Regions from separate parts of the Bombyx mori genome. Here region 1 is linked to region 2. Evidence: chromatin contacts called from public Hi-C data. All regions are on one chromosome and are shown on one strand. The core of a region is the stretch at or near the end of the contact, and the rest is flanking DNA. Distances in the headings are between cores, read along the strand shown. Region 1 overlaps LOC101743003 (LHFPL tetraspan subfamily member 3 protein). Region 2 holds the start of LOC101742711 (electron transfer flavoprotein beta subunit lysine methyltransferase).

Region 1 (5,135 bases), core at 785-3,284, 45 kb before region 2:
ACCCATCGCTTGCGACGAAGGGCTCGAAGAGCCCTAATTATTAAATATTAATTATTAATTAACCCATAGACACAGCCCACTGAGTTTCTCGCCGGATCTTCTCAGTGGGTCGTGTTTCCGATCCGGTGGTAGATTCTGCGAAGCACTGCTCTTGCGAGGGTCAGTGTTAGCAACATTCCGGTTTGAGCCCCGTGAGCTCACCTACACACCTTAGGGTGAAGCTGAAATAGCCTATCAAGGCTATCAGCATAGGTAGGATAAAAATAATAATATATAAATTAATATTTTCTCGCGTCTAATTCGCTGTTCGAGTGTTTGTAGGTATCTTTACCGTTCCCTCATTTTTTCAATTTACCCATCCTCTATTTCTATTGTTTTGTTGGCGTAATGGTTGTTACTATGACTAAACCCGGTACCCCGAGATCGGAGACAGTTTTCTGTTCAAGACGTTCCAGATAAGCGGTTCTGATCTGGTATGTGTGTCTGGTAGTCTGGCGTGATCCTCCCCCTCATGTCCGAGGGTCGTGACCTTCGTGCGTGATTTTCGTTGTCGCGATGTCATGCTCTAGTTTTGTATTCGGCTACTGAAAGAGTGTCGTTGAAGGTGGCTCCGAAAGCGATGCAGACCTGGTCAGACCATCACACGGGTCTGTGGTTCCGCGACCCCTTCCTTCCACTCTACCAGTAACCACTAAAATCTAAGTCGTTGTGGCCTAAAGGATAAGAGGTCTGGTGCATTCGTGTGTAGCGATGCACCGGTGTTCGAATCCCGCAGGCGGGTACCAATTTTTCTAATGAAATACGTACTTAAAAAATGTTCACGATTGACTTCCACGGTGAAGGAATAATAATGTGTAATAAAAATCGAACCCGCAAAACTGGTGGTAGGACCTCTTGTGAGTCCGCACGGGTAGGTACCACCGCCCCGCCTATTTCTGCCGTGAAGCAGTAATGCGTTTCGGTTTAAAGGGTGGGGCAGCCGAGACTTGAGACCTTAGAACTTATATCTCAAGGTGGGTGGCGCATTTACGTTGTAGATGTCTACCGGCTCCAGTAACCACTTAACACCAAGTGGGCTGTGAGCTCGTCCACTCATCTATGCAATAAAGAAAACCTTAAGTGGCCTGGTTCGTATCTGGGTCAGGAGCAAACGTCAGCGGCCGCTCCCATCACGGTTGCCACGGCGGGCGACACCAATGCATCTCTGATTAAGCTACGTACATGACCAAGTGAAAACAACTAACTAATATCTCAAGAATACGTTCTTTGCGCGAGACTTATGTACGATAACCGGTAACCACTTTACACCAGGTGGGCTGTAAGATCGTCCAACCGTCTAAGTAGTAAATAAATAAATAAAAAACGTTTTGTTTTTGCGACCAAGAAAACTGTTGAGAATTCGAAATGACAGAATTAATGTAATGATAGTAAAAAAACGCGAACTCAAACCATTAAATAAGCTTTAATTGTTAAAATAAAACAACTTAGATGTTGAATATGTCCCTTCTGTGAGACCTAGTGATAAAGGTTTGCAAATAATTTTACTTATGCAAATTGCATAAATATTGTTGGATCATAAAATCGCGGGAGTGAAGTACGCGCATCAGAAATACAATAATATATCGTGGTTTGTAAAAGGTTTTTTTTTATTGCTTAGATGGGTGGACGAGCTCACAGTCCACCTGGTGTTAAGTGGTTACTGGAGCCCATAGACATCTACAACGTAAATGCGCATCCCACCTTGAGATATAAGTTCTAAGGTCTCAGTGTAATTACAACGGCTGCCCCACCCTTCAAACCGAAACGCTTTACTGCTTCACGGCAGAAATATGCAGTGTGGTGGTGCCTACCCGTGCGGACTCACACGAGGTCCTACCACCAGTAATTACGCAAATTATAATAATGCACTCGGTCTGGCTGCTACCAAGTGAGGAGTCCTGGCATTCAATTTTAATATATATAATATATGGTCCTGGCTCTCGTCATACAAAATGTCATATTCTCAATTGCAGGTGAGGTGAACAACGGCTACGTGACGGACGCGACATCTGTTAGCGGCTCTAGGAAGTCTCTGGCGCTGCAGCCCGTGCTCATCATGCACCCGCACGCGCCCATGGACATGGACACGTACTCTCACTACTCAGGACGCACCGCGCGATCCAAACACGGAATGTACGCGAACACTATGCATAATTATCAATTATAATTCAACTGTAAAGCGTTTAAAAATCCGTCCGAGCATTGTGTTCACTGCCGCTAGATGGCACTGTACTTTTTAATAAATAGTACCGGTAATTTCCGCGAGATGGCGCTTTTATAAATTATTTCAAATCTGTACACTAGAGAAGGAAGAAAATACAGGTGTAGTTTTAATGAATTACAATATACTTTTAATTGTAACATCTAGTACTTAATAAGTGAAGTCTTATAAATAAACTTGTAACGTACAAAACGGTTGAACAAATTAAATTAAAATTTATTGAACTAAAATTATATTTTAAGTATATATTTGTTAAACTAAAATGTAAATAATTTAGATTTAGCTGTAAGATTTTGTACCTAACATTTGTTATTATATTTAGGTAATAAAAACCATCGGTTATATACTTTAACACTAGATTTTCGGATGGTATGGTAAATTTACTTAAATTAATGAAAAAAAGAACGGATTAAATTTATGGTAACTTCTGAGAGGGAGCGGTAGAGGTTTTCTTCGCGTCCTACCGACTAGTGCATAAGTACGAACTGTGTGAACTGTAGCGACTTTACAACGTAACGAAACCCAAACTAACCAACTAGTGCCTTGTAGAAAGCCTTTTGTATTTTGTGAATAATAAAAAGTTTTATAAGCGTTTTCTTTGTCTAACTTTGAACGTGAACCTCAAAATAAAATATCGTAACCCGTTTTCCTCCCGCGTCTCCAGCGCTATAGAAATTTTTTTTTGTACAATTTTTCCTTATTAAGAAAGGCAAGGGGATCTAAGCTCAGAACCATAGATAATACACTTAATATTATCTATGGTCCGTACGAACGCTTGTGTGTAGTTGACCACACCATAGTGGCTGAGCCTTTGCTGCTCGCTCACCTGTCCTGGTGAAACTGGAAAGGCCTTCCGGCCACCAATAAATACTTTAATCAGAAAACAAATAATATAAAAAAATATGCTTTTATAGAAAATCCAACTAAAAAATAGAAAATAAATTTTAATAAATTTGAATTAAAAACAGTGTAACAAAAAATGATTTTATTGTAAAAAAAGCGTGGGGTGGATGGTATCAGTAGTTAAGAATTGCTTGGCGGCCGAAGCGGACTGGAACAGTAATACGTTGAAAGAAATAAGAAACCAGTTCAAATCAATTTATTTAACTTCCAAACTTTAGTCTTCGTAAAACCGTTGTTCTCCTCTTGGCTCTCCCTGGGCATCTTGTACTCGGCGAGCATCTGCACATGTCGTCTACGCTTCTCTGTCAAGCCGTGACGACCTGGATCTCCTATTAGTATCTACAAATATTCACAATTGACGCAATAAAATCTCTCATGAACGCCCTGTTCCCCGGATGCTATTGTTCCTCTTCAAACGTGAATAGAAAAGAGTTTCTAATGAGAAATCCAATGACTAGCTAAAGACTACAAATAATATGAAGGTGGTACCTAGTCGCCGTCTGTTATCAGCGATGATGACTATGGTAAGGTCTTGAAGACTACTTGTTTTTTACCGATTCGGAATGAAGTTCCACGACAGAGAAACCGTAAAGAAACTCAAGGCTTGCTCCTCTGAGAAGGAAAGGTTGAGGGATTAAACAGTCAATCTGGTATCTTGTAAATTAGATTCTTTGACTCGCGGATAGAACTTAGACAATCTCAGGGATCACCCTACGTCAAATGGTGCTGGAGTTCCAGCTCGAGATAGCCAACGGACTGATTGACAGACATAATGATCGACAGACTGACAGACTTCCCGAGGTGTGTTCTCTTTGAAAAATTTGACTATCGAAAAATGTTAAAAAATACTAGATTTTATTTTTCATCAGAATATAGTCGTAGCCATATCACTGCCAGTTCGGAGCGCATTAAGCTATCTATATTCAACAAACTATAATTAGACTAATTAGTATGTATTAACACAACATTTTGCAAATGATTCCTGTCACTTTTCTGACATTGCACACAAAATTTGGTAATATCGGGTTTACTCTATTGATACAGGTATACCTAATCATTAAGTAATACAGTCAAAACCGTTTACTGCGACATCGTTTAATACAACATGCCGGTTATAATAACCAAGAACAAAGGTCCCGGCTGAATGCCATATGACCGCCTTATTAAAAATATTGCTTTCTACGACATTGGTAATAACGACATACCTCATAAAACGACGACATTTAACTAATATTTCGGAGAATTAGATCTGTTAGAACGACCGGCTAAGCTGTATTGTAAACAATTTGAATAGGTATCCACATTTGTCTTCAATGGCTTTTAAAATTAGGAAAGAAAACAATAGGATTTAGTTTAGTGTAGGGTCTTTTCTAATTCTTAGAAACAAAACACGTGCATGCGGTAGTCAAAGCCCACTTCTTCATACCTCTTCAGTTAGTTTGTTACTTATCTACACACAAGACGCACCAAAACTTTGTGGAGTTATTCGTGAAACTTTCAAAATCTCGCAAAGAATAAGAAAACAAATTAATATTAAAGAAAAATCGCGTATTATGTAAATATATTTTTCCAATAATTCCCTATCGATTTGTTTGTACTTGCACGATACACATTAAACATCACCGGTTGTTACGACTATCGGTTTTTACGACTGAATATGAGCAGTCCCTTCGATGTTGTTATAACAGATTTTGACTGTACTATTAAAATCGCATTAAAATGTCATCAAATATTTATGAAACTATCATTTATCAGTTACCCGATTTAATATCAATTACGCTACATTCTTGTATTGTCTAATATAAGTATGTACTTAATGTTTTCAAACAAAACTGGTGCAGTAATTAAAAAGCAATCGATGCAAATATTCAGGGAAATTTAAAGACTCTACAGAAGCACTCGCTCCTTTTAATGTTTTATTACATAAGTTTTATTGTTTAAAATTAAATTTTTGAAGTCGCCACGGTTCAAA
Region 2 (4,817 bases), core at 1,645-4,144:
TTCATATTCATTACTTACAATTGACTTATGAATTAAATATCAACACTAAAACAACAAAAAGTAATTCTGAACCTTTTCTCTTTTTTTTGGTCAGGAGGAAATCGCCGGACTTCCGCCCTCCACTGGGGATCGAGGGCGGGGCATGTCGGAGTTGAACCGACCAAAACCTCCTGTCGCTCAACAACCAGCATCCAAACCTCGCATGAGACAGAACTCATGAAAGAGCAAAGGGGGGAAAGTGAAGCGTTTAGTGCGGAACACATCTCTCCCATCACCCTCCCCCTCGGGACACCGGACTGGCGGTCGTCAGCGCCACGACCACCAGCCCTCTCGGTCGGCAGGCTATTCGAAGCCCGTCTAGATGGCGCCGGTTAGAATTTTTCTCTTACCAAATTTTAATCTTTTTTTTTATATAGCCCACTTTATATCGCTTGGACGGAAAACCGTGCCCAGCAGTGGGATGATAAGTCTGATTTTCTCTCCTTGAGGACAAACTATTAACCTTGTCGAATAACATTGACTTTGTGATAATGGCAACCAGACATCGTTCAGCTATTACTCACGAGATCAACAGTATGATAACAACAATCATTAATAATATCTTGATAATTATCATGTTATTATCATTGTGTTTGCCGGTGGCATTGCCCCTGTTAACTTGTTAGGACACGATTTGACTTGTTCGGCGGTGATCCTTGGAATAGAACCGTTCGAAGTATGTCACTTGTGCATGGTAATATTGACGTCAATATTATACACATAAATAATAGATTTTAGTATAGTAAAATTACATTGATCGAGAATAGTAATTGTTACCTGGTGTTAAATGATGAATATGTCTTTTTTAGTGCACTTAACAACGTGTTTCTTGATATTGGGTTGAGTAACACGACGCCATAATGCGAGTTTGTTTGTTTCTAACAGACGTGAAAAACAAACTCACTTTTGCATACAATTTGACTGCTTTGGATACACTAGAAATCATTTACGTTGCTGATGTCCATGGGCTCCGGTAACCACTTAACACTACGTGGGCCACGAGGTCATTGACCCTGCTAAGCAAAAAAATAAGAAAGAGTCGCTCTCACGTTCGACACTAACATCTCATGTGCTATAGAAAGTAAAAACTTCAAAAAAACACGGTTTTTTTAATTTACGTTTGAGGTAAAAAAATAAGTAGCTAATGATATACTCAAACTAACGTATTTATATGAATGTCTTCCTCCTCGCTCTGATGCAGGTAATGGAATTGTGGTGGAGACTATTAAAATACATCGACTTCTGAAGTTGGGTAGGTAGGTACAAGGATAGTAGTAACATTTTCACTGGACTTTTTGGCGGGAACGCGAGCAGTGAAGTTGTGTGATTTGTTTTATTTTGTCTATTTAGTGTTTCTTCAGGTTTAAATGTGTAATAACGGTGGTTTATTAAATGTTTAATATCTGTGAAAGTGCACCAATGTGGGAAAATGAAACAAAGCTGCTGGACGTAACTTCTCGGGTTCCTCCAAAAAGTCCACTGAAAAAATCTCAGTAAATGACCACCATTTTACTGCGATTATATTTCATCCCATATCATCTCATTTCATTAAATTTCATCCCAGTTGATTAATGTCTCAAATTAATCATCTTCATTTCATTTCACTCCATATTATCATTTTTCATAAAATTAAGAATATAAAGTAAAATAAGACATGACTTAAAGGTCTTAGTTACCAGGTCATAAAATCTCTTAAAAAAAAAAAAAACATTTTCACTACCTGCCCATAACTTCAAATAAATTCTATCCTGTCGTAACACTAGAAGAAATGCCCATTAGAAGTTTTCTCATCTTGCCGTCATGGCTCTACAATAAATATACTAAAGTCCTTGTACCTATTGAAAACGAATGTTTCATTACAAATAAAAAAACAACTAAACCAGAATCAAACCCAATTTTTGTTTTCAAATGAACCATATTTCCTCTGTTGAAATAAAAACCCAATGTAGCGGGAATTCCGATATTCTCCAATGCGCTTAACGATAACAAAAAATACCTTGACCTACCGTTCTGATAGTACCTACCCTTTTCTGGCCGCATTTACTTCAAAAAAGAAGAACGGGGTAGCTCCAACTAAATTGGTCCTTAAACAAGTCGCGACAAGCCACGCGTTCGCATTTCAGAAAAAACCACTCACACACACGTACCACGTGCCACGTATCATTATTATTATCTCGTATATACACTTACAGACTTACACTAGTTAAAACGACTCACACAACCGAAAATACAAGCGTTTTTCGAAGAAACTCCGACGAAACTGATCGGAGGATACGCACACATACAAATACTAGCGTGCGCATGCGCGGCCTTTCCAATAAAAGGGAACGCTACGTCACTTCTCCACATTCTACATTGAACATCCAAAGTGTACTAACGCGAGTTTCGTTAGCAAAGTTGTGAAATTATTGTGTCACAAGTTCGAATTACTGCGAGAAGTTCAAGTGTGTTTACATAATAGAAGGATTTTATGTAAAGTGTTAGTGCTTTCTGTGAAAATTCACATTCGGATTTCACTGCGGAGTTTGGAAATTAGTGAAATTCAAGAGTTAAGAAGCATTCGTCTATCCAAAATGTACAAGGAAGCAGTTGTTCCAGTAAAAGCCGAGACCTTCAGTGTCATAGCAGCTAAAAGGTAAATAAATATCTTAATACTTTACAGCTACAACAGGAAAAATTCAATATGCATAAACTAAAATGAATATTTCACAAGAATTTCACTTGACCTAGATCAAAGAACTTTAAAGTTCTAATAACTTCAAACATGCCAATTAGACTATAAATTGACGTACCTTATGCTTTTGATAATAATATTTTGTTTGTAGTATGGCGGTTAGCATCTCCGTTTGACATGCAAGAGACTAAAGTTTTTGGTAACATATAATTTATTAATGTATTTGTTTTCCCACAGCTCTATCGGACAATGTATCAAGACAGTGTTAAGGCGAGCCTGTGTCGAAAAAAGGTTAACTATTGGCTTACTTCCCGCCATTCAATACTTATCGAAGAACTGCAATGGTGCATTGTTTTGCCTGACCGCCGAAGCCCCGCCTGGCGATAGTGCAACGCATATGCAAGATGTCCTCCTGCAAGCATTTTGCGTTGAAAATGATATTCATGTTATTAAAGTGAGTTTCATTTTATTTCCTTCTTCATAAAATGAATTATACATAGTTATTATTAATTTTATATGACAATTTAGTTTCCACGAAGTAAAAAAAGTCATTAAAATTTCCGACTCTCTAACAAGAACCTATTAATCGAATTTATAACGATTCAAGGAATTAAGTTAAAAGGAATCAAAATAAAAAAGCTAACAAATTCGTTTCTTTGTACACAGGTCGATTGTGAGACTAAGCTGAGGAGAATGCTTGGTTACTGCTCTCCCATGGACTTCAGTTGCGTGCTGGTACACTATCCGTATACAGATCCATTCACAGACAGTCAAGAAATAGATTTATCAACATTATCTGAAGCCGAGAGACAGTTGATCGACCACTGCGAATCAGACTGGGGCTATTCACAAATGCCCGTCATCAAGTTGCCCGAGAAGTGAATTAAACATGAGGATATTATTGTGAAAAGAAAATTTTGCGATATTATTTTTCAAGTAGGTCGCCATTTTGGCTTAGGCACAACGCCATCTGTTGTTTGGTAGTTGCATTAAGTCTGCTTGAGAATGTTTTGGGGTTTGTTTTGAATTAAAATAATTTAAAAATTGATAGAGAGCAATTTGTAAAATGTAGGTGCTAAACTGCTACTGTCTTAAAATGTAAAAGTGTTTTTTTCATTGTTTCATAAGATAGTTTAATGTAACGAAAAATGTATTTATTATATCTTTATACCAATTTCGTAATAAATCTTTTGTAAAAGTTAAAACATAATAAACATGAATAAAATTTTATTTTATTTGTAACAAAGTTTCTTTTTTTCCCGCTTTTTCCCCTAAATATAATCTTAAGTTAAAAAGAAAAAGATTCCAGAAAGAAGCACAAGCAAGATAGATACCCATGATATTGAACTGTCAATAATATCAGGACAATAAATTTAGATAAACAATTTAAATAATTAATTTATGGTAGGAGCATCGTATAATGGAATTTTAATAAAAAATATGCTTAAGGTTCATCAGAAATTGAAATTTAGTATTTGCTGGAATTCTTGTATTTATCTATACTTCATAATATTACAAATCTGAAGTTTGTTTGTTTGAACACGCTAATCTCAGGAAATATTAATTGGTCCGATTTGAAAAATTATTTGTGTTAAAGATAACCCATTTATTGAGGAAGACGGCTATATAACATCTCTCTAAGACAAGTGGAGCACCAATAAAGAATGTTTCAAAATAGGGGTTTACATAGCTCCTTAACATTCTATAATTCAAAAATATTTTCACTTTCTATGTAAATGAAGTAGATGTAAAATTTAGCGTTGTGCCAAAGTAACTATTCCACGCGGACGGAGTCGCGGGCTAAAGCTACTCAGTAGATAAAGTACAGAGTTAGCCTGGAGCAGCCATAGCAATGTCCTTCTCAACTAGAAAAGGAAATCATGGAATAATTCTGTACCCCATCTACATGAACGGGTGTTGTTTTGCTGCACAAATCTATGTAATGTACTATTTTATTCACATCAAAATAAATTGTAGGCTAGTAAAACTATAGCACAAACTGAGTTTTTTGCTCTATATAAAGAGAAACAATATTTAAAGCTATAGCTTCACCAGTCTTTATGTTTTATTTATTTATTTCAATATTCAAAAATGTTTTAATATT

Evidence for each region. Hi-C and Micro-C count contacts between places; a contact is called where the count stands out from the background.
Region 1: a contact with region 2 is called in a Hi-C map of midgut, with 2.4 times the contacts expected there. The contact joins the enhancer-like site here to the promoter of LOC101742711 in region 2. A contact is called at or near these places in 5 of 7 Hi-C or Micro-C datasets (middle silk gland, midgut, an unstated tissue and 1 more).

The regions. Positions count from the first base shown.
Region 1 is chr28:461,645-466,779 of ASM3026992v2, reverse strand. It overlaps LOC101743003 (LHFPL tetraspan subfamily member 3 protein), which reads left to right. Exons shown (of 4, transcript XM_012696653.4): 4 at 2,013-2,854. The coding sequence ends at 2,206. It overlaps LOC101742711 (electron transfer flavoprotein beta subunit lysine methyltransferase), which reads right to left. Exons shown (of 5, transcript XM_062676776.1): 5 at 3,345-3,502. The coding sequence ends at 3,350. Among protein-coding and RNA genes, the nearest start is that of TRNAA-UGC, 3.6 kb to the right of the region's middle. Within about 2 kb of position 2,034, at least 8 of the 8 cell types and tissues checked have open chromatin away from gene starts, as enhancers often do.
Region 2 is chr28:418,117-422,933 of ASM3026992v2, reverse strand. It overlaps LOC101742711 (electron transfer flavoprotein beta subunit lysine methyltransferase), which reads right to left and starts at 2,894. Exons shown (of 5, transcript XM_062676776.1): 1 at 2,832-2,894. The coding sequence starts at 2,879. LOC101742570 (growth arrest and DNA damage-inducible protein GADD45 alpha) reads left to right here and starts at 2,145. Exons shown (of 3, transcript XM_004933468.5): 1 at 2,145-2,674; 2 at 2,951-3,167; 3 at 3,380-3,959. The coding sequence starts at 2,613. The coding sequence ends at 3,595. LOC101742426 (glucose dehydrogenase [FAD, quinone]) reads right to left here. Exons shown (of 5, transcript XM_004933467.5): 5 at 4,654-4,817.